Linked DNA regions of Mus musculus: regions 1, 2, 3, 4, 5 and 6 are each linked to region 7. A link is a contact called in public Hi-C and promoter capture Hi-C data. All regions are on one chromosome and are shown on one strand. The core of a region is the stretch at or near the end of the contact, and the rest is flanking DNA. Distances in the headings are between cores, read along the strand shown.

The links. Promoter capture Hi-C pulls out the DNA fragments that hold promoters and counts their contacts. Hi-C and Micro-C count contacts between places; a contact is called where the count stands out from the background. Capture Hi-C pulls out chosen DNA fragments and counts their contacts.
Region 1: a contact with region 7 is called in a promoter capture Hi-C map of hippocampal neurons, with 3 times the contacts expected there. The contact joins the promoter of Ffar2 here to the promoter of Zfp780b in region 7. A contact is called at or near these places in 3 of 39 promoter capture datasets (cranial neural crest, frontonasal cranial neural crest and hippocampal neurons).
Region 2: a contact with region 7 is called in a promoter capture Hi-C map of liver, with 2.5 times the contacts expected there. The contact joins the promoter of Tmem145 here to the promoter of Zfp780b in region 7. A contact is called at or near these places in 2 of 39 promoter capture datasets (frontonasal cranial neural crest and liver).
Region 3: a promoter capture Hi-C map of adipose tissue shows a contact between it and region 7. The contact joins the promoter of Thap8 here to the promoter of Zfp780b in region 7. A contact is called at or near these places in 1 of 39 promoter capture datasets (cranial neural crest) and 1 of 9 other capture datasets (adipose tissue).
Region 4: a Hi-C map of B cells shows a contact between it and region 7, with 6 read pairs. The contact joins the promoter of Alkbh6 here to the promoter of Zfp780b in region 7. A contact is called at or near these places in 2 of 39 promoter capture datasets (cranial neural crest and hippocampal neurons) and 2 of 484 Hi-C or Micro-C datasets (B cells and CD4 T cells).
Region 5: a contact with region 7 is called in a promoter capture Hi-C map of liver, with 4 times the contacts expected there. The contact joins the promoter of 4732471J01Rik here to the promoter of Zfp780b in region 7. A contact is called at or near these places in 2 of 39 promoter capture datasets (liver and pre-B cells).
Region 6: a contact with region 7 is called in a Hi-C map of B cells, with 6 read pairs. The contact joins the promoter of B9d2 here to the promoter of Zfp780b in region 7. A contact is called at or near these places in 1 of 39 promoter capture datasets (cranial neural crest) and 1 of 484 Hi-C or Micro-C datasets (B cells).

The regions. Positions count from the first base shown.
Region 1 is chr7:30,819,083-30,822,769 of GRCm38.p6, reverse strand. Ffar2 (free fatty acid receptor 2) reads left to right here and starts at 1,578. Exons shown (of 3, transcript NM_001168510.1): 1 at 1,578-1,663; 2 at 2,032-2,093; 3 at 2,656-3,687. The coding sequence starts at 2,657. The coding sequence ends at 3,649. Gm32236 (a long non-coding RNA gene) reads right to left here and starts at 2,349. Exons shown (of 3, transcript XR_881940.2): 1 at 2,221-2,349.
Region 2 is chr7:25,304,682-25,308,107 of GRCm38.p6, reverse strand. Tmem145 (transmembrane protein 145) reads right to left here and starts at 2,000. Exons shown (of 15, transcript NM_183311.2): 1 at 1,825-2,000; 2 at 945-1,019; 3 at 753-830; 4 at 574-660; 5 at 390-491; 6 at 203-287; 7 at 34-105. The coding sequence starts at 1,944.
Region 3 is chr7:30,278,387-30,282,015 of GRCm38.p6, reverse strand. It overlaps Thap8 (THAP domain containing 8), which reads right to left and starts at 1,922. Exons shown (of 3, transcript NR_144498.1): 1 at 1,536-1,922; 2 at 1,317-1,408. Wdr62 (WD repeat domain 62) reads left to right here and starts at 1,606. Exons shown (of 33, transcript NM_146186.4): 1 at 1,606-1,860. The coding sequence starts at 1,684.
Region 4 is chr7:30,307,349-30,310,910 of GRCm38.p6, reverse strand. It overlaps Alkbh6 (alkB homolog 6), which reads right to left and starts at 2,158. Exons shown (of 7, transcript NM_198027.3): 1 at 2,077-2,158; 2 at 1,352-1,430; 3 at 857-925. The coding sequence starts at 1,405. Clip3 (CAP-GLY domain containing linker protein 3) reads right to left here. Exons shown (of 14, transcript NM_001360763.1): 14 at 2,544-3,562.
Region 5 is chr7:25,392,770-25,396,085 of GRCm38.p6, reverse strand. It overlaps 4732471J01Rik (RIKEN cDNA 4732471J01 gene), which reads right to left and starts at 1,373. Exons shown (of 7, transcript NR_015569.3): 1 at 133-1,373. It also overlaps a transcript of Lipe not described here.
Region 6 is chr7:25,679,144-25,682,627 of GRCm38.p6, reverse strand. B9d2 (B9 protein domain 2) reads right to left here and starts at 1,848. Exons shown (of 4, transcript NM_001362154.1): 1 at 1,650-1,848; 2 at 1,154-1,245. The coding sequence starts at 1,241. It also overlaps a transcript of Tmem91 not described here.
Region 7 is chr7:27,977,296-27,980,970 of GRCm38.p6, reverse strand. Zfp780b (zinc finger protein 780B) reads left to right here and starts at 1,814. Exons shown (of 6, transcript NM_001081021.1): 1 at 1,814-1,881.

The DNA of each region.
Region 1 (3,687 bases), core at 329-2,828, 2.8 Mb before region 7:
ATGTATGGTGTGAATCTGAAATGTCTCCTGCAGGCTCCTGTTTCTACTGCTGGGTCCCCAGCTGCCTGAGGACTATTTTGAAAGCTATGGAGATTTTAGAAGGTTGGGCCTGGCTAGTATAAGTAGGTTACTAGGGGAAGGCCTTTGGAAGTTTTAAACAACCCACTCTGGTCTGAGGACAGTGAGGGGCTGGGGGCGTGGCTCAGTGGTAGAGCCCCTGCCTAGAATTCCCCCGTGAGGGGGCTGGGGCATGGCTAGAATTCAAATGACTCTAGAACCCATCTCTAATACTAGAAAAAGAAAGACAAAAGGGAGGGACAGAGGGAGAAAGGAAGAATGGGGAAGGAGTGGAGAAGGCAACATGTTCTTGCCCTTGTTTTCTCACGTATATGTTTTGGGGGATTTTTCTTTAATATATATAAGTGTTTTGTCTGCATACAGCATGTATGATCAGTGTAAATGGAGGTCAGAAGAGACCGTCCAATTTCCTGAAACTAGACATTGTGAGCCGCCATGCCGTGTGGATGCTGGGAACTGAACTCAGGTCCTCTGCAAGAGCAACCAATGCTCCTAACCACTGAGACATCTCTCCAGCCCTGTGGAGGCCTTGGGAAGACTGGCTAACTCGTAGGTAACTAAACAGGTCAGAGGAGAGGACATAGAGAAACCAAGGGGTGGGAGAGAAGAGGAGGAGGAAGGGGAGGATGCAGAGCGTGCAGCTCTTCTGAGAGCAGCCACAGGGGACCCCTTACAGAGAGTGAACCTCCCTGCCTGTCATCTGTAGCCTAGCTGGCCTTAGCCTGTAGAGTAGTTAGGATTCAGGCCTATGTATGGCCCCACTCCTAACTTTCACCTTCTAGGAAGGTGTCAGAGGCTTGAGGGAAGCACCAGGGGCCCTGACCCTGATGCCTCATGCCTCCAGCCTCACTGGATGGCCCTGGATGTGCAGTGCAGTTAGGATTCCCATGCTCGCTTGCAGAAGGAAAGGAAAGTTCATAAAATCTGATCTGACCCAAAGTTCCCAGTGCAGAGACTTGGATGGCAGCCCGCAGCAGGCCAACTGTGCACCAAAAAACAAGACACAAGCTAGGGAAAGCCAGTCTGTCTCAACAAGGCCGAAGGAAACTTGGGGTGGACACCAGGAGACCACAAAGAAGTTAGACAAGGGAGGAATCACAGGAAACGGGAAGCCTCGTTCTGAGAATGACATTGACCTTCTAGACATTGCTCTGAAGAAGCCAATCAGAAGACAGAAAAGGAGCTGACAGGGGTAGGGGGTGAGGGTGGGAGCGGGTGGAGAGGCAGGTGGGAGGATAGGAGGGGGGCAGTGTCTCAGGGTTTGGGGGCAGGGAGACAGGAAGTAGGGTCAGAAAAATCTGTCAAAATCGGAATAGAACAGATCTCCAGGGAGAGGACAGAGCCGCAGCACCCCCCCGCCCCCCACCCCCACCCCCCCTTTGGGTTTGAGAGGAAATACTGCTCAGTTACTGACCTGCCTCTTTCTCTCTGGTCATGTGACCCATGCTAGTATAAGATCTTCCCACCAACCAAGTTCCTTATGATTTTTGGCTCCCCCTCCTTTTTCTGTATGAAATTGGCTGCAATAATTGCTAAAACTCCTCTTGCACCAGGAACCCCCAAGAAACATTCTCTCTGAAACCAGGCAAGGCAAGCCAGTGTGGTGTGTGCACGCAGGGGAGAGGATCTGAGGAGCAGCTGTGGGGTGAGGAGGAGGCTGCAGGATGTCTGTCAGAACACAGACCCGGAGGCTGAGGGTGGAGGTGGGTGTAAGGAACCATAGACCTTGAAATGAAAAGGACCGGGAGAGAGTGACTATTCGTTTGTAGCAAGAGTTACTAACCAAGTGGAAACAAAGTCACCTCCTGTAGAGGAGGAGTCCTGGATACAGTCAAAGCACCAAGCTTAAGCCAGCCACCTGTGCTCTCTGGGCTGTGTATCTAAAATTTGGAGGTTGGGGGGGACAAGCCATAGAGCAAGGAACTGGCTACCCTAGCTCCCCGGTTTTGGTAGGTTCCACAGCACTGGACCAGAGGAGAACCAGGTAGAAGAAACCCCTGAACTTGCCCAAGGAGGTAAGCTGACAGGTTGGGAGGCTGGGGAGGTGGCAGGGGGTGGGCACCTGAAGCTGAGGAGAGCGAGGGTTAGCAGGGTTGGTTTGCCTTCTGGAAGTTTCCTTTTTCTCCCGAGACACACACCTACCTGATCTTTCCCAGCTTCTATGGCTGCCTTCCCCTCTCTCCCACCAGGCTTTAGCCCCCAGCCACAGTCAGCAGCAAGAAAGGGAACCGATCACAGCTACTTCCTATTACCTGTGAGGCTACAGAGGAAAGGGGCCCTAGAAAGCAGAGGGGAAATTCCCGTGGGAAGTCAACTTGGTCTCCCCCAGAGACACAGGATGGCAAACGTAATAACTGCAGCTTAATATCCCGCCCAAGGCTAAGTCAATAATTGCTCTGGGCAGTTCTGGCAGGTGGCTTGAGCAAGCGGTGGTGAAGAGCAGACAGCTTTGGACTGAGGACAGGAGAGAACCAGAGAGGATGTGAGCAGTCAGAACTCTCCGGAAAGAGGGTCTGCAGGCTGTGTGCACTGCAGGTGGGGAGCTCTTGACCCTACACCTTTCCCCCCATCTTCCAGAATGACCCCAGACTGGCACAGTTCCTTGATCCTCACGGCCTACATCCTCATCTTTCTTACTGGGCTCCCTGCCAACCTGCTGGCCCTGCGGGCCTTCATGGGCCGGGTTCGCCAGCCTCAGCCTGCCCCTGTGCACATCCTCCTGCTTAATCTGACCCTGGCGGACTTGCTCCTGTTGCTGCTGCTGCCCTTCCGGATCGTGGAAGCAGCATCCAACTTCCGCTGGTACCTACCAAAGATCGTGTGCGCGCTGACAGGCTTCGGCTTCTACAGCAGCATCTACTGCAGCACGTGGCTGCTGGCGGGCATCAGCATGGAACGCTACCTGGGAGTGGCCTTCCCGGTGCAGTACAAGTTATCCCGCCGGCCACTGTATGGAGTGATCGCTGCTCTGGTGGCCTGGATCATGTCCTTTGGCCACTGCACCATCGTCATCATCGTTCAGTACCTGAACTCAACTGAGCAGGTGGGCACTGAGAACCAAATAACCTGCTACGAGAACTTCACCCAAGAGCAGCTGGATGTGGTACTGCCCGTACGACTGGAGCTGTGCCTGGTCCTGTTTTTCGTTCCCATGGCAGTCACCATCTTCTGTTATTGGCGCTTCGTGTGGATCATGCTCACGCAGCCCCACGTTGGGGCTCAGAGGCGACGCCGGGCAGTGGGCCTGGCTGTTGTGACGCTTCTTAATTTCCTGGTGTGCTTTGGACCCTACAACATGTCCCACCTGGTGGGGTTCTACCTGAGGCAGAGCCCCTCGTGGCGGGTGGAGGCTGTGGTGTTCAGTTCCCTCAATGCCAGCCTGGATCCATTATTGTTCTACTTCTCCTCCTCCGTGGTGCGCAGAGCTTTTGGGAAAGGTTTGCTACTGATCCGCAATCCTGCCTCCTCTATGCTGGGCAGGGGAGCCAAAGAGACAGTGGAGGGGACCAAGATGGACAGGGGTGGAAGTCAAGCAGAAGGGGTACAGAGTTCTGAATTTGTCACCGAGTAGAGAGTCCCCCGGATCTTCCCGAGCATTTGGGTCACCCA
Region 2 (3,426 bases), core at 751-3,250, 2.7 Mb after region 7:
TCCCACCTCTCCCCCCGAATGTGCTGTACTCACATCCAAAGTAACAAGAGAGGACAAAGATAAGGGTGAAGATGAGGAGAAAGGTCACATCTGTCTCCAAAATCCCTAGGATTCAACGGAAGAGGTGGGAAAAGGTTTTTGGAGTGGGCATCTCTGCCTGCTGGGGCTTCCATCCTGCACTGTTCCTCCCAGATCTGCTCACCAAATTCATCAGCTGAGAAGTGCCGTGTCCAGAAAGACTTGCCGTTGGTAAGGACCATCTCATACTCCAACTGCAGCCCGTCTCCCTGTGGGGAGTGGGGAGGCCTAAGTGGGGCTCTGGGCAGGTAGGAGGAAGTCAACAGGAAGGGAAAGAGGAGAAAGGCCAGGCAGCTGCCCCAGGCCCTTACCCCACACTTGCTGAGTGCGATATACCACCATCTTTCACGCACAGAACGGAAGCTGCGGCCACTGGAGCAGCTCAGGTAGCGAGTTCCCTCCTCTGACACCACCTGGGGAGAAGCCAAAAGGCTGAAGTCTCATCTGCAATGCCACCAGGCCCTAGACCTTTAGCACCTCTGCACTGCCTCGCACCTGACAGCCCGACCAGGCGTACTGAGTGGTGAGATTGATGACCTGGTTGTTCTCTGGCCTGATCACCGACTCCTTGGCCAAACAGTCCTAGGGCAAGGCAGAGGCATGGTCACCCTCTGAATGGCTGTGGCCTTCTGTCCCTGGACACCCCTCACATACCCACTCTTCACAGCTCTCACCTTGTCCCTTGCCTTGTACACCGCTGGCCACTGGGATGGGTCGTCAAAGTAGAGGAGGATGTTCTGACAGCACTTAGCCTGAAGACCCAGAGATTTGGCGGTTGGGGTGTTTATAGCAGTTGGAGAGCTTTTGCCAAGGAGGGCCAAGGGAGTGTCCAGCCTCAGCTAAGGAGAGTGGCTAGGGAGACTCACCTCGGGGTATCGGAATCGGAAGTCCAGTCGTCCATAATCCGAAAGGAAACAAAATCTTGTCAGGAACACCCAATCCTGGCAAAAAGAATCCAGTGAGATCTGAGTCCTTCAAGAACTCAGCTTGACCCTACCCACAGACCCTCAACTTTTCTTCTCTACCCAAAGCCACTTAGCTTCCCAAACACCACAAAGCAGCTAAGTCACCTCCAGAATTCTTTCCAGATCCTTTTGCTGTGTGTCCGATTTTCTGCTGCCCTGGTTTTCTCCCTCAGATGTCCCTCAAGTTTCTTTCCCCCCCACCCCCGTCCTCCTCCTCCCCATCTTCCAGACACACTGAAAAAGACCAGGGATGGCCAGGTGCACATCCCCACCACCATCTGTCCTGGACTCTTTCTCAGCTGCATTCCCCCAGTTACACACACACATGCACACACATGCTGAGAGAGAGAGAGAGAGAGAGAGAGAGAGAGAGAGAGAGAGAGAGAGAGAGAGAGAGAGAGAGAGAGAGAGAGAGAGAGAGAGCAGCCCCAAGGTGGTCCCACAAACCATGCCATCATGACATCCTGGGCAATCTCCCAAACCTTCCTTGCTGGTCCTGAGCAGGCCAGGCAACCTCCACTTGGTGGAGTGAGGGGTGCTGTCCCTTCAGCACCACCATGGTGCAGCTCTGTTCCCCGTAACTCTGACTCTGCCTACCGACCCTCCCCACCCAGGCTGGCCTCGACAGCCACCATGCAACCCCCAACCCACAGCCTTCTCCCTGGTCCGGGCCCCCATTCCTCACGCCCCGGCCCGGGAGGGGCGCAGGGGGCGGGGCGGCATCATCCCCTCTTGGGTCCCGCGGGCCAGGGAACGCTAGGAGATGGCTCGGTGTGCTCACCTCTTTGGAGCTGAGGTTGCCCCGCACGTACTTGGCCCGGGTGCGGGGGTACAGTGGCAGCAGCAAGAGCAGTAGCGGCGGCAGCAGGCGGCGCAGCACGGGCGCGCGGGAGGGCTCCATTCCTCCCGCTCTGGCCTCGGCTCGGCTCCGGCTCCCGCTCCGGCCCGGTGACGGAGGCGAGAGCGCGCGGGCTGGCCAGCGCGCGCCCCCGATTAAAGGGGCCGCTGGACGCAGCGGTCTCCGCCCCCTCCTCCGGGATGGACTAAACTGTCTCCTACTCTTCCCACCTGAGAGAGAACATTCTCTTGTCACCTCACCCCAGCTGTGATCCTCTTCTACAGGCGTCTCAAAGAAACCTCAGGATGCGTGTGTCCTAAACTGAACTCACATTCCCGCAAGCAAGGGTCTTCTTTGGACTGCAGACTCCAGGATTTAACCGAGAAAACCGAGCTCTGTCCTGACCACTGATCCCCAGTTTTGACCCCAAATTATTCTATTATTACCCATTCTCTAGATTTGGCAAACCTTGTGCCCATAGACACACAGAAGATGAGACATTGTTCTGGGACACACACATACACACACACAGTAAAACCTTCTAACAAAACAATCACTCCTGACTGCCTGCCCCACCCCTAGGGTGTGAACCCCAGCTGCTTGAGACAAAGGTGAGATATGGAGGAGCCAGTGCTCTAGCTGCCAGGGCTGGCTTTGTCATGTCCCTACCAGAAGACCTAGGACAAATCACTGGGCCTCTTATCCCTTAGTGTAGTTTGATGCCCCCCACCCCCACCCATGCTGCTATTAATTCTGTCATTTCCCATAGGGCAACTGAGAGTCCTGGGAAGGTCTTCCAGCATCAGACTCCAACAAATATTCCTAGCTTTATCCTTCACCCTCCACTGCAGAAAATTCATTCACTGCTGCTCAAAATGCCATTTCAAAAGCTTTCTGGCTAGACACATCTGCGGGGTAGGGGGACAGGCAATTCTTTGTGAATTCAAGGCCAGACTGGTCTCTGCATTAAATTCCAGAACAGTCAGGACCACATAAGTGAGAATCTGTTTTAAAAATGGGGGAAAAAAAAAAAAGCCAGGCAGTGGTGGCGCACGCCTTTAATCCCAGCACATGTGAGGCAGAGGCAGGCGGATTTCTGAGTTTGAGGCCAGCCTGGTCTACAGAGTGAGTTCCAGGACAGCCAGGGCTGCACAGAGAAACTCTGTCTTAAAAAAAAAAAAGAAAGAAAGAAAGAAAGAAAGAAAGAAAGAAAGAAAGAAAGAAAGAAAGAAAGAAAAAAGAAAGAAAAAGAAAAAAGAAAAGAGAAGGAAAAGGAAAGTATGAACAAAAAGCTTTCTGGCTGGAGATGTAGCTCAGTGGTAATATGTTTGCCTAGCTTATGTGTAAGGTCCTGAATCACATTCCCAAAATAGCAAATAAATGAAATTCCTGGAGTAAGACATGGTACATGCAATTAACCCCAGTACTTGGGAAACAGACTGGTGGATTGCTCCAAATTCCAAGCCAGTCTGGTCTATACCATAGGGAGACTGTCTCAAAAAAAAAAAAAAAAAAAAAAAAAAAGAAAGAAAGAAAGAAAGAAAA
Region 3 (3,629 bases), core at 673-3,172, 2.3 Mb before region 7:
TGACCATCTTCTCCCTTTCTCCTCCTCCTTCTTAGAAATTCCCCAACTGCAGTCTTCACTCAGGACCCATCAAAATAGAGGTCAGCCTGAACTGTTATGTCTTTTTTTTTTTTTTTTAATATATATATGAGTACACTATTACTGTCTTCAGACACCAGAAGAGGGCATCTGATCCCATTACAGATGGTTGTGGGCCACCACGTGGTTGCTGGGAATCAAACTCAGGACCTCTGGAAAAGCAGTCAGTGCTCTTAACCATTAAGCCATCTCTCCAACCTTGAACTGTTATGTCTTAACTACTAAAAACTTAGGAGAAGGCCAACCACGCTGCAGCTCTCCCTGCACCTACTTATCAGATCATTATGCCTTTTCCCCCTATATAAACTGGCCCCGGAAATGTTTAGGGTTGTAGCTTACAGTTCCGAGTCTGGGTGATCAATCAGTTGGGTTTTTTTGTTGTTGCTGGTTTTTGTTTTTTGGGGGTTTTTTTTGGGTGGGGGGAGTTTCAATAAACCAGTCCTGTTTAACTGAGATCGGTTTTTAAGCGGTTTGTGCGACGCTTCCCAAACCCCAACAGACTTCTGGGCTAAAAATCAAACCCTTCCAACAAACATTTGATGGACAATAGTATGTGTTAGGCATTAGTCTAGCAACCTAGGAATAACAGGAAATGGGATAAAATTTGTTGGCTTCAGGGAGGGGCTGACATTCTAGTGGTGGGGACACCGTTGCATACCTCAACCTGTGATGCCCCAGAAAACCGTTTAAAGAGAAAAATAAGCCAAAAAATGAACAGGGAGAATGATGTGTGTGCACATCCCTCTCACCCCTTCCGCTCCCAAGGTAGCAATGAACTATCTACAGCTTCATAGCAGTAGCTCCCAAGACTCAAAGCTGGACCAACCCCGCCCCTCCCAGGGCCACGCCCCATGTTCGAATCTCCCAGGCCAATTGTCCCTGCCCAGGCGCCCCAAAGTGTTGGAGCCCTAATGTACTTATGTGTAGCTGTCCTACCCTGGCCAGTCCTGCCCAGTCAGCAATAACACTTGAGTCTGGGCCAAACCCTGTCCGGGTCCCCGAGCAATCCATCCGCCTCACGTCATCCCAGGGAAGAGCAACACTGCAACACGTGACAGGGGAAACTGAGGGCGCATGCGTACAAAATGTTCCTCGTGCTACCGCGGCTACGCCCCAATCACGGGATGGAGAGCAGCTGGCTACAATCTTCGCAATCCTAAACCTCACTATTTGTATAGGCAAGAGTAGGGCGGTGTTGTTCCCGACCCCAAGCCCACGGCTCTTTGGCTTCACCCTACCCCTATATCCATGAGACTGGTACAGCTTGAATAACTTCCCGGGACTGTTGCAAAAGACAGGATGAGCTCCATCAAAGTTAAAAGCTGTGTGTCTATGAACAGAGAAAGCACAGGTTAGTAGAGAAACCCAGCCAGACTCAGTAAGCAGTGAAATAGACAGGCCCTGGCCCCACCTTCCTTTAGCTCCGCCTCTTATCTCCCATTGGGCAATGAGCCTACCCGGAAGCTTTGTGATTGGCCAGCCGGGGTGCCGGCTGCGTCCAATGGGCGGTGGCGCCGGCTTTCCCGCGGCCATTCGCTATTCGAGTGGGTGCTGGCTACAGGCGGCTGTTAAGAAGCGTAACGGACACTGGTCTCCGACAGCATGATGGCTGCCTTAGCGGCCGGAGGTTATACGCGGAGTGACACGATAGAAAAGCTGTCCTCTGTCATGGCGGGAGTTCCGGCGCGGAGAAACCAGTCCTCCCCGCCTCCTGCCCCACCGCTCTGCCTCCGGCGGCGGACGCGACTCGCGGCGGCTCCCGAGGACACTGTGCAGAACCGGGTGAGAGGCTGGTCGTCCTGTTTACCCAACTCCGGGCTTCTCTGCCACCTTGGTCCCGCCTCGGGGCCTCGGTCCCTCCCATCGCTTCTTTATTTGCTCCCTCAGGCGGCTTCCCAGGCCCGCCTGGTCCGGAAGCCCCGCCCCCTTGGCAGAGGCTTTCCCCCTGCGTTCCTGCTGGCTTCAGGGTTTGGTGCTGCCCATCTTTCTGGCTCCACTTAGAGTTGGCACATTGCTTTATTTTAGTTCTAACTCCCGGGAAATGGTTTTGCATTTACAAATCATCTCTAATATCACTTTACTGTTCAGTGAGTGACCTAAGACACTTATCCCTTTCATTCCAGTGTGTCTTTGATTTTATTGGAATAGGGCTGGGGACCACTGCAGCCACCAGTGTGCTGTATCGGAGTCTGAGCGAGAGGCTGGCCTGTTGGCTCTTGCCACGCCTCCTCTGTAGCGCCTCGGGGTAAGGTGTGCTCTTCCAGGCCCCTATTTGGTTAACATTCCCCTGGTTTTGTTGTTGTTATATTGTTGTGGGTTTTGTTGTTGTTGTTATATTGTTGTGGTTTTTTTGTTTTTTGTTTTTGTTGTTTGTTTTTTCCTTTTGAGACAGGATTTCTTTGTGACTGAATTCATTCTGTAGACCAGCAGGCTGGCTGTGAGCTCTGAGATCTACCTTTCTGCCTCCGGAGTACTTGCCTGGCTTATTTGCGTAACATTTCTTGGTCTTCCTTCCTTTTTCTGTTCCTGATTTCTTTCCTGTTCCTTCACTAGAACTGATTTTTATCTACTTACGGCTTAAAATTATGGAGAATGTAAAAATCTTAGCACTGCTGCCTGGGGAGCAGGGTGTACAAAACAGTTCCACAAAATTTGAGTCACAGAAAGAAATGACTTTGGGTAGAAGGAATGCTATTAGTAAAACTTTTTTTTTTTTTTTTTTTGGTCAGGGTTTCTCCGTGTAGCCTTGGCTGACCTGGAACTGGCTGTGTAGACCAGACTGGCTGAGGTCAACTTTTGAGAGTTCATTCTCCCAGAGTCAGCTTTGGCCCCAAGGGCTTTTACCTACGGAGCTATTGGCTACTAGTCTAGAGGCAGTGGGACCTGGGAGAATGGAGTCATAAATGAGGCAAGCTAAAGTCTCCTGTAGTAGCCAACTTTAGTCTGAGCAGCAGACAGTTTGTACCCTGAGGGTTAAGAGGAGTCACAAGGACAAGTGACACACATGGCAAAAACATGTTTTTCCATCGAGACATATAAAGAAATAACAATACTTAGTGTAATGAATAATCTGAAATAGACTCACTCCTATCTCCTACACCTGGAGGGGCACAAAACCAGGAACAATTCAGTTCTGTGTTTTTGAAGAAACTGAGATCATGAGATTCTTGGCTTGGTTTCTTGGAGTTTTCTTACAAGCACCCAAATCTCACAGGGGTCCATTCTTGGACCATGTTCTGACACTGAGCTACCTCTCTGGCCCCAAAGCAACAGGTTTTTGTTTTCCTGTTTGCTTTTAAGGTTTATTTATTCTTATGTGTATGTGTTTTGCCTATGAGGGTGCCTGGTGCCCCAGGAGTCCAAAAGAGGACCTTCTTGGGTCCTCTGGAAGTGGAGCTACAGATGGACAAGCAAGTGCACTTGTTAACTGCTGAGCCATCTTTCCAAACCCCACTCCCCAGCAACACTTTTAAGAGTGGTTCTCTAGTCATCGCCTGAACACACAAATCTTAGTATAAAATAGAGATGACCACATACTGTGGAATTGAAGG
Region 4 (3,562 bases), core at 909-3,408, 2.3 Mb before region 7:
TCACTTCCTAGCACCCACGTGGCCGCTCACGCCCATCTGTAACTCCAGTTTCAGGAGAGAGGCAACACCCTCTTCTAGCCTTCTTAGACACTGTACAGAGGTAGTGCACAGACATACCTGCCAACAAAACAAACACACACTCATGAAATTAAAAAAAAAAATCTAAAAAACCAAAAGGCCTCAAATTGGGATCCTCCTGCCTCAGCCTCCGTAGCCAGGATTGCAAGTGTGTGCGCCTCTACACTTGGCTAAGAAAGCTCTTTCAGACAGAGCTAGAAATGTCAGAAAGAGGAATGAGGAGTATGGGAGTGTGCAAAGGTACTCTCCTTGCCAGGGGTTTCCCAGTTCCAGGGTTCTCATACAGGGGCTGAGTGTCGGGAAGGAATTATGAGAAGACAAGAAAGGCAGGGGAGGGGGTCCTGTTCCAGCCCCATAGGAGAGCAGCAGCCATGGCCCTGGGTCTCAACAAGGGCTGCAAGGTGACAGAATAACATCAGCAAGCCGAGGCACAGCCAGTGCCATGGCCCCTCACCGAGTACACCAAGGTCACGTGAGACATGACCCGGGAGGTGTGTAGCTCCGTGCCCACTGAGCAGCGTGCCATGGGGCTGCTCAAGGTCTCCAAGGACAAGTGGGCACTCAGGTTCATCAAGAAGAGGGTGGGCACGAACACCCATGCGAAGGGGAAGTAGGAAGAGGTGAGCAACGTGCTGGCAGCCATGAGGAAAGCAGCAGCCAAGAAGGACGGATGACCCCTCCCCCAATAAACGTTTATGTTTATGTCATGTGACCACAGAAACAAACACACATACACAAACACACACGCTAAAAATGAGCGAGAGAGAGAAAGAGGTACCTGTCGAAGCAAATATTCCTCTTCTTCCTTGGAGATGAAGTCAGGGACATAGTAGATTAGAGGTGGCGCCTATAAAATTAAGAACTACCGTTGGGACAGTGGTTCTCAACCTGTGGGTCGCGACCCCCTGCTGACCATCACGAAGTACAGACCTTTACATTATGATTCATAAAATAGTTATGAAGTAGCAACAAAGATAATTTTATAGTGGAGGGGAGAATCACCACAACATGAGGAACTATATTAAAGGGTCCCAGCGCTAGCAAGGTTAAGAACAGCTTTGCCCAACACAGGGATCCTATCGTGACTGGGCAACCTTTCCCTTTGGAGAGAGACTTGGGATGGCCTATGAAACTGCATATTGGAAGTGGGGCAGCCGGCTATACTCTGAGGAGAGCTGGGGCAGTCCAACCAAGAGACCCAGGAATGAGTCTGTCACTCCACCCACCTCACACCCATCGTTCCCACATTCCTCTACACCCCAGCCTTTTCAACCTGTTCCACCCTGAAAGGTTCCAGTGCTGGGACCCTGGCGTCCTGCTCCTCCATGGATACCAACTCCTTGTGCGCCGTCCTGTGGGGAGGAGGAAGTCACTAAGCCTCCTATCTTCAAGCTGTGACCAGCCTTCCTTCCAGCCCATTAGGGGCCAGACCCTACCCTCAGACTTCCTATAAACTCCAATCTTCAACGCTGGAGTCTTCAGTTTCTCAAAGCCACCCGAAGATCACTCCCCGTCCCGCGACCCCCATTTCCCAGCCCGGATATCAGCAGTCAGTAAAATCCTCCATCGCTCTGTCCACCGTTGCCCACCAAAGTATACGTGAATCTTCTTCCCAAGCATCACAGAGAACGCGCCCACACATGAAGCCTCTCTCGAATGCAATCGTAAGCACAGGTCCCTCCGAGCCTAAAGACCCTCCCTCCTCTCACCTCGGCTCCTTCACATCTCCCATTCTGAGCTTTCTCAGACTTGTCCACTCCCAGCTTCCTCTTATCTCCCCACTCAGAACCCACTTCAGCACCCTCAGATCTGAGCCAGATTGCCAAAGTTTCTTCCCCTGTAGAACCTCTCAGACCCTGAGTGTCAGGATTCCACACTGAGCCCCCTAGAGCTCTCACCCTGAGTCGCCTTAGACCTCCACATTCAGTCCTTTGGACACTCACTCCTACCGCTCCCCCCGTCCCCAAGACTCCCCTCTCTCCCCAAAATAAATCTGACCGTCTACAGCGTCTTCTCGGATATCCAGACTCAACGCGCGCATCCTCGCACGCCCCCCCTGCCACTTCCGCCAAGCATTACTGACGCAGGAAGGTTTAGACCACTGGGCATACTCAGAGAACCTAAGGGCCCGCCCTCCAGCCTATCCACGCTCTCACTCAGCATCCGCCATCCTCGCTCAGGCATAGGTTGTGTCCTAAACTCAGGCGGGACTTCGCCTGGTTCCTACCAATCAGTACTCCAGAACCTAACAGACCTGCGTGTCCTTGTGGACTCAGTTGAGACCCACAGCGAGGGCGACTGCAGGAAAGGAGCGTGAAGGGCTTAGCCTTCTGCAGGTCAAGTTGTAAGTCCTATGTCACTGACACAGGGACAGGACATTAAACAAACAAACAAACCTTCTGCCATTCTTACCCAGCAAGGGCACAGGGTCAATGCAGTAACCCCCCAGTGACCTGACACAAGAAGGCCATAGAAACGTCTTTATTGAAGAGGACAGGAGTCATGCTGATTTTAGGGACATGCAGTGAAGGGGCAGTCGTGAGCTGTCCTTGGTGGTCAGGGCCCCAGGTCTGCTCTGGACCTATGGGGCCCTCAGGTTCTCCCGCAGGCTGTTGGTCTGGCCCAGGAGCTGTGAAGTCCTTTGGGGCCAATGACTCAGATTTAGTGTCTTGGACCTGTGACCGGAAGGTAGATTGAAGTAGGGACTCCATGACTTGGGGTCCTGTTAGAGCCCTGGGGCCCTGCACATATTAGTAATCAGAGATTTGGGACTTGGGGGTTCCCTTGAAGCTGGGGCCCATGGAATTTGGAGGTTGAGAGATTAGATGATCCATGGACTAAGAGTATTAGAGTCCTCTATCCTTGTTCCAAAGATGGGACTTCCTGTTTGGGGTCTCCTGGTGCCTGGGAGTCAGGTTTGAGATGCCCTGAGAGCCTGGCAACAGGGTCCTTCCTCCCAGTCCTTAGGACCTTGTAGTTGGGGTTTCCTGAGGGCTTGGGATTGGGGTCTTAAGTTTGGGATTCCCTGGGGATTTGAAGATTCTGTTACTTGGGTAGGGAAGTCCTGGGAATTAGAAATTTGGGGTCTTCTAGAGATCGTGGGGCTTGGAGGGATGGGAAATTTGGGGACATATATAATATATATTCTCTCTGGAATTTGAACTCCCCAGAGTTCTAGAATGGGGCCTCCAAATTTGGGGATTTCCCCCCAAAGGGGGGAAGTTATCACTTTAAAAAATAGAGAATTTTCTGGGAGCCTTGGCCAGCACAGGGACTGTGGGCCATGTGGGGTGGGCTTCATACAAGGCACTGGGGGTTTCTCAGGGTACAGAGGGCAGGAAGACTTGCTGTCCTGTAATTCATGCTTCCAGGACGGTTTTGGTGTTTGTAAATTGGGGTGAGTGGGCCGACTAAGTGGGTGTCTTGTTCAGGGGTGAGAACAGGGACTTAAGTGAATGGGGGGCATCTCTGATAAGGAGAGTAG
Region 5 (3,316 bases), core at 124-2,623, 2.6 Mb after region 7:
ACGCCCCCAAGTCGGTCCCCGCCCACGCCTTGGGTTGCCCGCCCCCTGCCCGCCCGCCCGTTCTTCCGGCTCCCGGGGCAAGTGGGCGGGCCAGGTTCAAGGAAAGGTGAATGAGATGGCGAGGGTCAGCACCTGCACAAGATGACTGAGAATTCTTTGTTGGGGTGACTCTAACGCGACTCCTCACTATTCCTGCTGTGAGGGCACTTCTCGCTGCTTCCAGGACTGCGGGTTTTTTTTTGGTTTTTGGTTTTTGGTTTTTTGTTTGTCGTTACGGTGCACTGCGCGGTTCCTTTAATCTGAGCAGATGGGCGGGCCAAGACCTTCAGCCCCACCCATTAAAGGCGGAGCTCCGCGAGGAGCCTGCCCAGGATTGGATGGTTTGGGGGCCTGGCAGTGGTGTGTAACTAGGATTGACTCTAAGAGAGGAACTTGATCGCTGGAATTGGGCCCCGCGCCAGGACTGGAAAGAATTGATGGAGCCGGCCGTGGAATCGGCGCCCGTGGGGGCCCAGGCCTCCAAGCAGGGCAAAGAAGGATCGAAGAACCGCAGTCGCAGGCGGTGGCGAAAAGGCAAGATCAAAGGTGAGTCGGTAACAGCTTAAAAGAAATCCCGCACATCCTGCGGGGGACTGGGGACTGGGGGAACTGACCCACTTCCACGAGGGGGAAGAGACCCGTGGACTGATCCACTGCCGTCCTGCGCGTGGGGGGGGGGGTGATGTGAGAGTAGAATGCCCCACCGAGACGTAAGGACTACGTCTGTCCCAGTGCGGTCTTTGGGGAAGTGTCCGAAATGCTCGTCTGTCGGAATAAGGTTCTCTCTCAGGTTCCTTTTTCTGTGTGGCCAAGAGCTGTGCCTTTAGTGTTTTCTGTTTCGGTTCAAGCGGTTTTCATGTCTTCTGCCCTCTTAAAAGAATAACGTAGAAGGGTTTTTAACCGCTTTTTCTAAATAAATAGAATGCAAAAGGTAGGCAGAAGGGGCATCCGGTAATTGGAAGAGCTCCTTGCAGCCCCTTCTTACTCTCTCAGTGAATCCATCCATCTGCTCTTTGACAATCGACCTTCATCAACCCAGCAACCCTGGGGCGACTTGCAAAACATGAGAACTTTTACGTTGTCCTTAGAGAAAGGAGGGAGTTACCATTTAGCTTCCCTGGATCCAAAAGGCTGGAGAAACAGTGGCAGAACAACCAAAGATTTTGCATGGCTCAATCAGAGCAGGCATTAAGTCCTGGTTTGGTTATGAGTTTTGTCTGTCTTGTGGCGCTGCTTACAGCCAAACCTAGGGCCTGGTGAACACTAAGCAAGCCCTCCGCTATGCAGCTCCACCGGCAGTCCATGGATCTTTATCAGACTCCAGGGACAGGTTCCTGTGCAGGCAAAACCAGAAAAAACCTGGCATGGCTTACCAGACCCAAAACCCCCAAATTCATCATTCCTCATCCTCCTTTGGTAGACAAGTGTTGGAGCTCAAGCAGGACCCTGAAGCCTCCTATCCCCCAACAAAGACACATAGCAGAACACTATGCTTTGAAGCGATATGGAACCTCAATCGCAAAGACCCATTGTACCAAATTGCTATGAATGTGAAGTAATGAACAGGGACCTTTTCTCAATTTTTTTTCTGAGCTCCCAACAGGCATCTGTAGGGCTGTTGTCAGATTCAAATGTGTGTGTTTTGGAGAGGTGTATGTAAGTCTACTGTCTGGCTGAGTGTGCTGAGTAGAGTGTCTGACTCTACTAGACACTGGTCTCCCTAAGAGTAGGGTTGTGTCTGCCTTGTTTACAGGGAATGCCAGACACATGGACATTCAAGTATTTATTAGATTGATAAGCAAAGGAATGTGTGAAGTGTGACGTGGAGCTGTTAATAGCCAAGCTGCCCTTAGTGTCATGAGGAGTCAGAAAGAATCTGCTTGAGTAAGGCTCCTCCCTTGCACGGGGTTCAGGTAAGCACACTCACAAAGGCTCGCAGCTCTGAGAAGTGACTGTCATTTCCTGAGGCCCTTCCTAGTGCCAGGCCTCAGACCTGTGAATCAGATCCCACCTCTGCCCCAAGGGTATCCTGACTGGCTGGAGCCGTCATTTATCCTTGTGATCTTGCCACAAGTAACTGGATGAGACAGCTGTCATTATGATCAGCCCATTTCCCAAATGACGACAGAGACACAGAGGCACTGAGCTGGTTGGGTTTCCTGTACCTGTCCAGTGAGGGCAGGGAGATGGATACCTTCAGCCTTCTCAGAGCAGGGAGTGTGGAGCTGACAGCTGTTGTATGCCTCAACCTTAATTCTGAATCTAAAAGGCTCTAGTCACAAAGATTTCATCCCGAGACAGACATTCAATACCTAGAGGTGCCAGGCTTCGGCTTTCTGTAACTAGCAGGGCAGTCTCAGTAGAGCTGAGGACACAGATGGTAATAAGACTGTTGTTGCCAGGCATGTGCCGCACACCTCTGATCCCAGTCCTTGGGAAGCTGAGTCAGTTCAAGGCAAGCCCGGGCTACATAGTGAGTTGCAGGTCAGTCAGGGCTACAGAGTGGAACTCTGTCTCAACCTCTCTCATTCACCCATTTACAAAACATTGTAAACAAGCCAGTATGATAAAAGGAAAAATCCTGGAGCTGGGGATGTAGCTTATTACTGGAGTACCTGACTAGCATGGACAAAGCCCAAGGGTCTGTCTCCAGGACCACACACAGTAGGCATCATAGCACTTGCTTATAATTCAGAAGTAGGGAGGCCGAGGCAAGAGGATCAGAAAGAAGCTTAAAGTCTTGTAGTCTCTGACTATATAGTCAGTCTGAAGCCAGCTTGGGCTACATGAGAAAATGTGTCCTGCTTTCAAGAAAGAAAATTCTGAGAAAATGAGCGTGGGTAGCTTTTCCAACAAGGTGACATCAGACTCATGGACGGGCAGGCATCAGCTACCGAGCAAGGGAGGTGGGGAGAGCAGAGCAGCAGGAACACCGCTGGAAGAGCAGCGCCTGACAATGCAGAGAGAGGTCTGGGGGCGGAGGCTGGGGTCAGGAAGCTGGGGCAGGCAAGGTGGGCTCTAGGTCAGCTTAAAAGGCCATGCCCAAGTCTGAAGCTTTATCTGGGAGGAAGGCAGGGAAGCATTGGTGGGCTGGAAGGGCAAGGTCAGCCTTATGCTTTCAAAAGATCCTCTGGATGCTCTGCAGGAAACAGGCTTAAGTCAGAGGAGGCTCACGGAGTGAGGACCAGGTAGTGGAGGTGGGTGGCTTGCTTCTGGATGTCCAGTAGATGGGGATAGGTGAGGGAAATGGACAGGACAACCCCTGAGCTCTCTGCCT
Region 6 (3,484 bases), core at 599-3,098, 2.3 Mb after region 7:
ACTATGAATTTTTAAAATATTATTCACTTGTTAATCCTCATGACTGCAGCTGGCGATGTGATCCAGAGGCACACGCTCTATGCTCTGCTGATGAGCTGCACTCTCAGCACCAACAGAGAGCCTCCTTTCTTAAGACAAGGTCTCATATAGCCAAGGCTAGCCTCAAACCTCTGTCGTAGCTAAGGATGACCTACGCTCCCCGGGTGACGAGATCCCCAGCATTTTCCTTCCTCTATGCACCCCACATTCAGAAGCCTCCGTCAAAGACCAAGAAGAGACTGGGCACCATCTGCGAGCACATCACAACCCCAGTGAGGAGCAAGGAGAAGCAGTGCCCACATACTGAGCACTACACCCCAGATGCTCTGCTAAACGCTCTGGGCAATGCCTTCACCTTATCTGCTCTCTGGGATTCTAACTGCCCCCTCCCAACACACACACACACACACACACACACACACACACACACACACACACACACGAAGCTTTCAGACTCCTCACTGTTGCCACGAAGGCCCATGTGTGACCTGGATCCTGTCACTCATCTGCCACTGCCGCTCCCCACCCTCAAGCCTCACTGGTCCCATCCTGTTCCCTTGCCTCAAGGCCTTGGCAGCGGCTGTTCCTTTTGCCCTGAAACGTCTGCTACTGGGTGCCCATTTCCGGCTGTTTTCCTCCTGCCCCCCAATTCAAGTGCCACTTGCACAGAAAGGCTTTCTCTGATCTCAGACCTCCACATCCCAAATCAGCCCCCAGCACATCACTTTCTTTTTTTCCCTAGAACTTACAATAATCTTGTATATATTTTGTGCTCTTTTCTTTGAGACAGGGCCCCAAACTTGTAATAGAAGGCTTCCTAGGTGCTGGAATTACAGATATGCATAAGCACACCTAGTTTGTCTACTGGCCTGAGGACAGGAAGTGTGTGTGTGTGTGTGTGTGTGTGTGTGTGTGTGTGCGCGCGTGTTTTCTATGTCACAGCCCCATATGCTTAGGGGCTATGTTTTCCGATGGTGAGATAACATGAAAGACAAGGATAAAGAGAAGCAAACAGTATGAGTTCATTGGAGAATCGAGGAAGGAACATGGAGACTTAGGCTAGGGGAGGGAGCTGGGTATTGTTTGGGAGATGAACAAGGTGTGAGGAGGATACCTGTGTGGATGCCCCACTTGCAAAAGAGGCTGCTTTCCGAGAAACCGGTGGCCCCTATGATCTGCCCGATCACGTGCACTTCAGCCATGGCTCTAGGAAAGGAAAAATTCAATCACAACCCTGTGAGGTAACTGTATTATTTCCATCTGACAGCTGGGAAAACTGAAGCCTATCACATAAAGAACAGCACTGTGATTCTAAGCTAGTTCCACCAACCCACTGACAATGTGGCCTTCATCACAGATACAAGCCACGTCCCCAGAAAAGCCCAAGAAAAATGGGGAAGTCTCCCAGAGGTGTGGGAACCTGCACCAATAAATAAACCAAGGCTCAGACGCTTAGAAAGCCCCGCCCCAGGGTTGTGGCCCCGCCCACATGTGCAAGGCCCCGCCCCTTCGCGGCAGATCAGCCAAGCTTCAAAAGGCGCATGCGTCTCGTCTCGGGTGTAGGGCCGCTTTACCCTTGCCCGTAGGCGTAGCGCATGCGTCATTCCTACCTCCGCGTACTTGACCGTTAGAAGTGAAAGCTGCCTCGGGGATGGTAGTTCACGGGCTTCTTTGCGGGCGCCGTCGAGACTAGTCTCGCTCCCCTCCCGGGCCCTTCCAGGCGGAGGGAGATCTGAGGTAGATAGATCCGCAGCCTCGCTCTCCTGGGGTGCCCCGACTGTTGCTGGGGCAACAGCAGGTTCCTCCCCTGAGCCCGCCCTGCGTGCTGATGATTGGTGCTATAGCTGCCCTCTGGGGGGCGGGGCGTAGTCGTGATGGACGCGGTCATTCGGGACTTTTTTGCGAGAATTGCATAGGTCTTGCTCCTGCGACGCCTTACGCCCCAGAGTGGGAGGCCTGGCGGGTTATCTCTATCAGCAGTTGAGGAAGTTAGAACGCCAACTGTTTCCTCTCCATATCTTCTTCACGCAATAAGCAAATCTATTGATGCTCTTTGCTTCCTCAAAACAAAACACCTTTCCTGTTCAGGATCACAGCCAGAATGGAGCCAGCCGACACTAAACGGGCACCTAAAGGGACTCCCATAGTAGTCATCTCTATGTTGTAGCTGGAGGGGAAAAAAGGACCTCCATATTCTGACACTAGAGAAATTGGGAAGTGGGTTTCTCTTCAGTTTTCAGAGCTTCCTCAGATTTCTCAAGGACTGAGAAGTCCAAGTTCTTTCTCAGAGTCACTGCAAAGTTCATTCTAGCAGCTGGTTTTGAACAAACAGGTTGGAGTAAAGATAAATGAGGAAGACGGGGCTGGAGAGATGGTGCAACAAGAGCGCTTGCCTCACTTCCAGAGAACTGGAGTTCGGTTCCCAGCATTCTGTAACTCCAGCTCCAACTCTGCCCTCTTCTGGCGTCCCAGAGGACACTTCCCACCCTCAACCCCTGCCCCGCGCACAGGTGGCATACACAAATAATAAAAATAAATCCTACAAAAGGAAGGAAGAAGCCCCTTTGGCAGGAAGTCAGGGAAGAAAGCCTCTCTCCTTTATATATATATATTTTTTTCCCAAGTCGGAAACAAATTTTAAAAATTTTATGATGAGTATTGTGGCTCATGAGAGACTGAGGCAGGAGGAATGCTGCAAATTTAAAGCCAGCCTGGGCTATTAAGTGAGTTCCAGGCCAATCCCCCTTAAACAAACAAACTAAAACTAAAACAAGAACTTAAGTCGTGTGTGTGTGTGTGTGTGTGTGTGTGGTGTGTTCAGGTGTATGGGTGGTTGTTTGTATGGTGCATATGTAGAGGCCAGAAGATAGCTCGTCTGTGTGGTGTGTGTGTGTGTGTGTGTGTGTGTGTGTGTGTGTGTGTGGTGTGTTCAGGTGTATGGGTGGTTGTTTGTATGGTGCATATGTAGAGGCCAGAAGCTAGCTCACCAACCTCCAAGGTTGTCCCTAGAAGCTATCCACTTTTTTTTCCTTCCAATTTTCAGGATATGTGTTACCAACACTAACACCACTGTTTTTGTGTGCTTGCTTTTTAAACATCTGTTGTTTGCACTGGTGTTTTTCACGTATATCTGAGCACCAGGTGCATGCAGTGCCTGCCAAGGCTACAGGAGAGTATCTGGCGTTCTGGAGAGTGCATTGCAGGCAGTAGTGACCACCCAGGACACACGGTAAGAATGGAACTTGAGACCTATGCGAGAGCACACTATGCTCTTGCCAACTGAGCCATTTCTCCAGGCCATACAGTATTTGTTGTATTGACTTATTTAATTCAGTAATTCTGTCATGCAGGCTCATCCACATTGTAAGTGTGTGTCCGAATTTCCCTCCTTTGGAGTGTCACAGTGCATTCAGTGTAACTAGAGCCCACACTTTATTCAGGTATT
Region 7 (3,675 bases), core at 565-3,064:
AAAGAAAGGCAAGGGTTTGTAAATGTAAAATGGAGGTCAAAGAAGTTGTTTTGAAACAACATTGCCTCCAAGAATGAATAACAAAAAGACATCAGTCTATACTTGAAGAGAAACTTAACCAACAGATGTGCTCACAGAAATCATTTTTTTTGTGTGTAGAGTAAAAAATGGGCCTTGTACACAAGTATGGTCTTCGAAGGAGACTAGGGACCATTTCTGCTACATGTGTGTAAATGAAAGCAGTAATTTCAAAGCGTCTGGATTTCATTACATTTTAACTGTCTCCATTTTGATATGTTTTCTAATTCAATTATGCCCTATTGCTTTTCTGTCTGTTCTATTCATTATTGAGGTTGAAAATTATTGAGGTGATGGTGGATTTGGATGTCATTCTTTTTTTTTCTTTTCTTTCTTTCTTTCTTTTTTTTTTTTTTTTAAAGATTTATTATTATTGTATGTAACTACACTGTAGATGTCTTCAGACACACCATAAGAGGGCGTCAGATCTCATTAGGGATGGTTGTGAGCTACAATGTGGTTGCTGGGATTTGAACTCAGGACCTTCAGAAGAGCAGTCAGTGCTGTTAACCACTGAGCCATCCCTCCAGCCCTCACAATTTGATCTCCCCCCACCCCCACCCCCTGCTTCTTTTCTTATTTATTAGATATTTTCTTTATTTACATTTCAAATGCTATCCTGAAAGTTCCCTATACCCTCCCCCCTGCCCTGCTCCCCTACCCACTCACTCCCACTTCTTGGCCCTGGCGTTCCCCTGTACTGGGGCATATAAACTTTGCAAGACCAAGGGGTCTCTCTTCCCAATGACGGCCAACTAGGCCATTTTCTGGCTGTCATTCTTATTACTACCTTATTACTTACCAGGCTTTCCCCCTGCTTCGTGCCTGAAGCTGCGCTATTAGTACTTTTAGTTTATTTTAGTTTTTAGGGAGGGTTTCACTCTATACTTGTAGCTGGCTTCAGTCTCACACACATGCAGTGAGCTGTGCCTCCCCTTTGCTGGGATAAAAGGCATGTCTTACCACGCGCAGCCATGTTTATTATACTTGATGACTTGGCCTCTTTATTTACACTGGCAATGTTGTGTCCCCAGTCTGTCTCGATTATCAAATCAACCTGAGTCTTCATTACGGTCACTCGTAATCTTCTAGAGTACTGAACTTTAACATATTTTCTGTAGTTGATACTCGGTTGAGTCTGACTTGTTTTCAAATCCTCCTTGTTTTCATCCTTCAACGTGAGGTAAATTACTGTCTAACGGACACGACTCAGTTGAAACTTTCTGATGTGTTCCTCACTCACCGTTTTCTATCTAGGTAACAGGGACCCTGAACTCAGGGAGGGTCCAGAACACCTGGCTGTCTGAAATCGCTGATGTAAACTATCCACGTTTAACACCAACAATTCTTTAGTTTAGTCTTTCCAAATTTACCATAGTCCCTACCAGGTCACAGCGAGGTGGAATCCCACTCAGTGGGACTCAAGTCACTTATATCCCATTCTGATCTTACTTCCTGTTCTGCTTGTCAGTCCGCTCCAGGGAAGAGAAAAATCAGTGGCGCGCAGAAGCGGAAGTACCTTTTGAGCACCACACGGGAGCTTTTAAAGGCTGTGCCTTTTTGGAAAAACCCCTGACACCACCAGGCGCAGCTCCCAGGTGGGCTGGTCCCAGTAGCAAGCTCGGATCGCCCTGAACCTCTGAGCTCTGGGCTTCCCGGAGTTCCGCCGCAAGGACTACATTTCCCAGGGTCCACCGCACCGGAAGTAACGGATCGAATTCCGGTGTCGTGTATCGCTCCCTTGAAAAGTCAGGTTTTTCTCGTAGGTGGAAGAAATCGCTCTATGGCCTACGTCCTCACAGAGTAAGATCGGAGCCAGCATGCTGGGTGTGGGTGTGGGATGGATGTTGATATTTGTGTGAGTGTGTAGGGGCGGTGATGTGTGTGTCTGTTTCTCTGTATGTATACGCACCTTGAGCACTCTGCATCTCCTGTGTCACTATGCTTGTAGCTTTCTGCTCCTGCTTTCTCTTGCAGGCACAGGGGCTGAAGCAAGGAAAGATCAGGTGCAGAGTCTGAAGGGAAGCTTCCTTTGAGGTACATGAGTAGCTGAGGCCGGAAGTGCCTCCGAGGGGCCCCTAGGGGGATAAGATCCCTAGGTTTCCCTGAGCTGTAGCAATGCGAGTGTTGCGGGAAGGGAGGGAAAGTGCTCATTGAGGATGCTCTCAGATCTAGTTTGGGATCTCAGGCTTCCTTGGGCTCCCCACAGGCTCCCCATTTCGGCCATTATTCCAAAGGAGGGCTAGAGAAGCATGAGATCTTTATTGCTACTCAGCTAAGACTCAAGGGCGAAGTTTGTGCTTTCTCTCCGTGTGAGAAACGAGGCTTTAGGTTTAGACTATAGAATTGTCAGTAAATGAAGGAGTAACAGACAAACTGATAGCTCCAACTTTGTGGCTCTTACATTGTTCGTTCTCCTCCCAATTAGTATTCTCACTATTGTTTCAGTGATCCTTGATATCTCTCAATAATCAGACCTTTCCCCTAGACTTTATAGATAAGAATCTCCAGAGGTTAACCTTAGGAATCTCAAACTCAAACCAATTCCTATCCATGGCATCACATAGCAGATGGACTTTGATCTTTATAGACCTTCCTTTCAAAGCAGGGGGACTTCAGGGGTGCTGGTGCTGCTTGTATTTAATGCTAAATACTGGCTCCCAAGATCTGGTGTCCCCCCCCCCCCACCCTTCGCCATGAGCAGATCCTCACATACTCCAAGTGATGCTATGTGAACTTTGCTCCCCAGCTTAAAACCTGAGTTTAAATAAAACTAGCCACAGCCAGTTCCTGAGAGGAATAGAGAGAGGTAGAGTTTGAGTAACTGAGCTGTGGGTCTCAAGTAGGCACCACCAGGGGAGGAGAGAGAACAGAGGCAGAGCACAGGGGAGGAAAAGACTAGAGAACAGGAGGTCTCCAAGAGCTGGACCAACCGTTCCTGACAGAGTGATATGCCTCCCGGGGACACCAGACGGCTGGAGCAGAAGTAGCCCTGGAAGTTTGAAACAGCAAGGATTTGGGAAGTGCAGTCGAGCCAGTCGCCAGACTGTCATTTAGAGATATAGATTAGGGTCATCCCGCAGTAATTGCACAGAACCTAATAAATAAATATGGTAGTTTGAGTCTCATTCACTTAAGGTTAGATGGGATGTGTTTAATAGGTGTTCTGTACAGGGGAAAATGTAGGTGGTAGACGATTTCTGTTCACTCTTGAGAACTTTGGGAGTGGAAAAGTGATAGCACTGAATTTGGCATCTTTGAGAGCTAGTGATTTTCTGACTCTGTGTGTGTGTGTGTGTGTGTGTGTGTGTGTGTGTGTGTGTGTGTAATGGGTAATGTTGGCCAGGTCCAGATGAGCAATGCCATGGCTGATAGTGGGTGTGGATCTGTGGTATCGGGTTGGAGTCTTGGTTCTGTTCCCTCAGGCTCTCCAGGCCTGTCAGGAACCTTAGGATGCCTGTGGTGAAGCCTGTTAGTGCAGTGCCACCATATCCTAAGGGCCTGGTGTGCTTTAGTTGTTCTCTGTGAGGCCATCTTGGGTTCATTCCCCTCAGTGTTCTGCAGGACAAGGGAGTGTGAGAAACAATGCGATTGCTG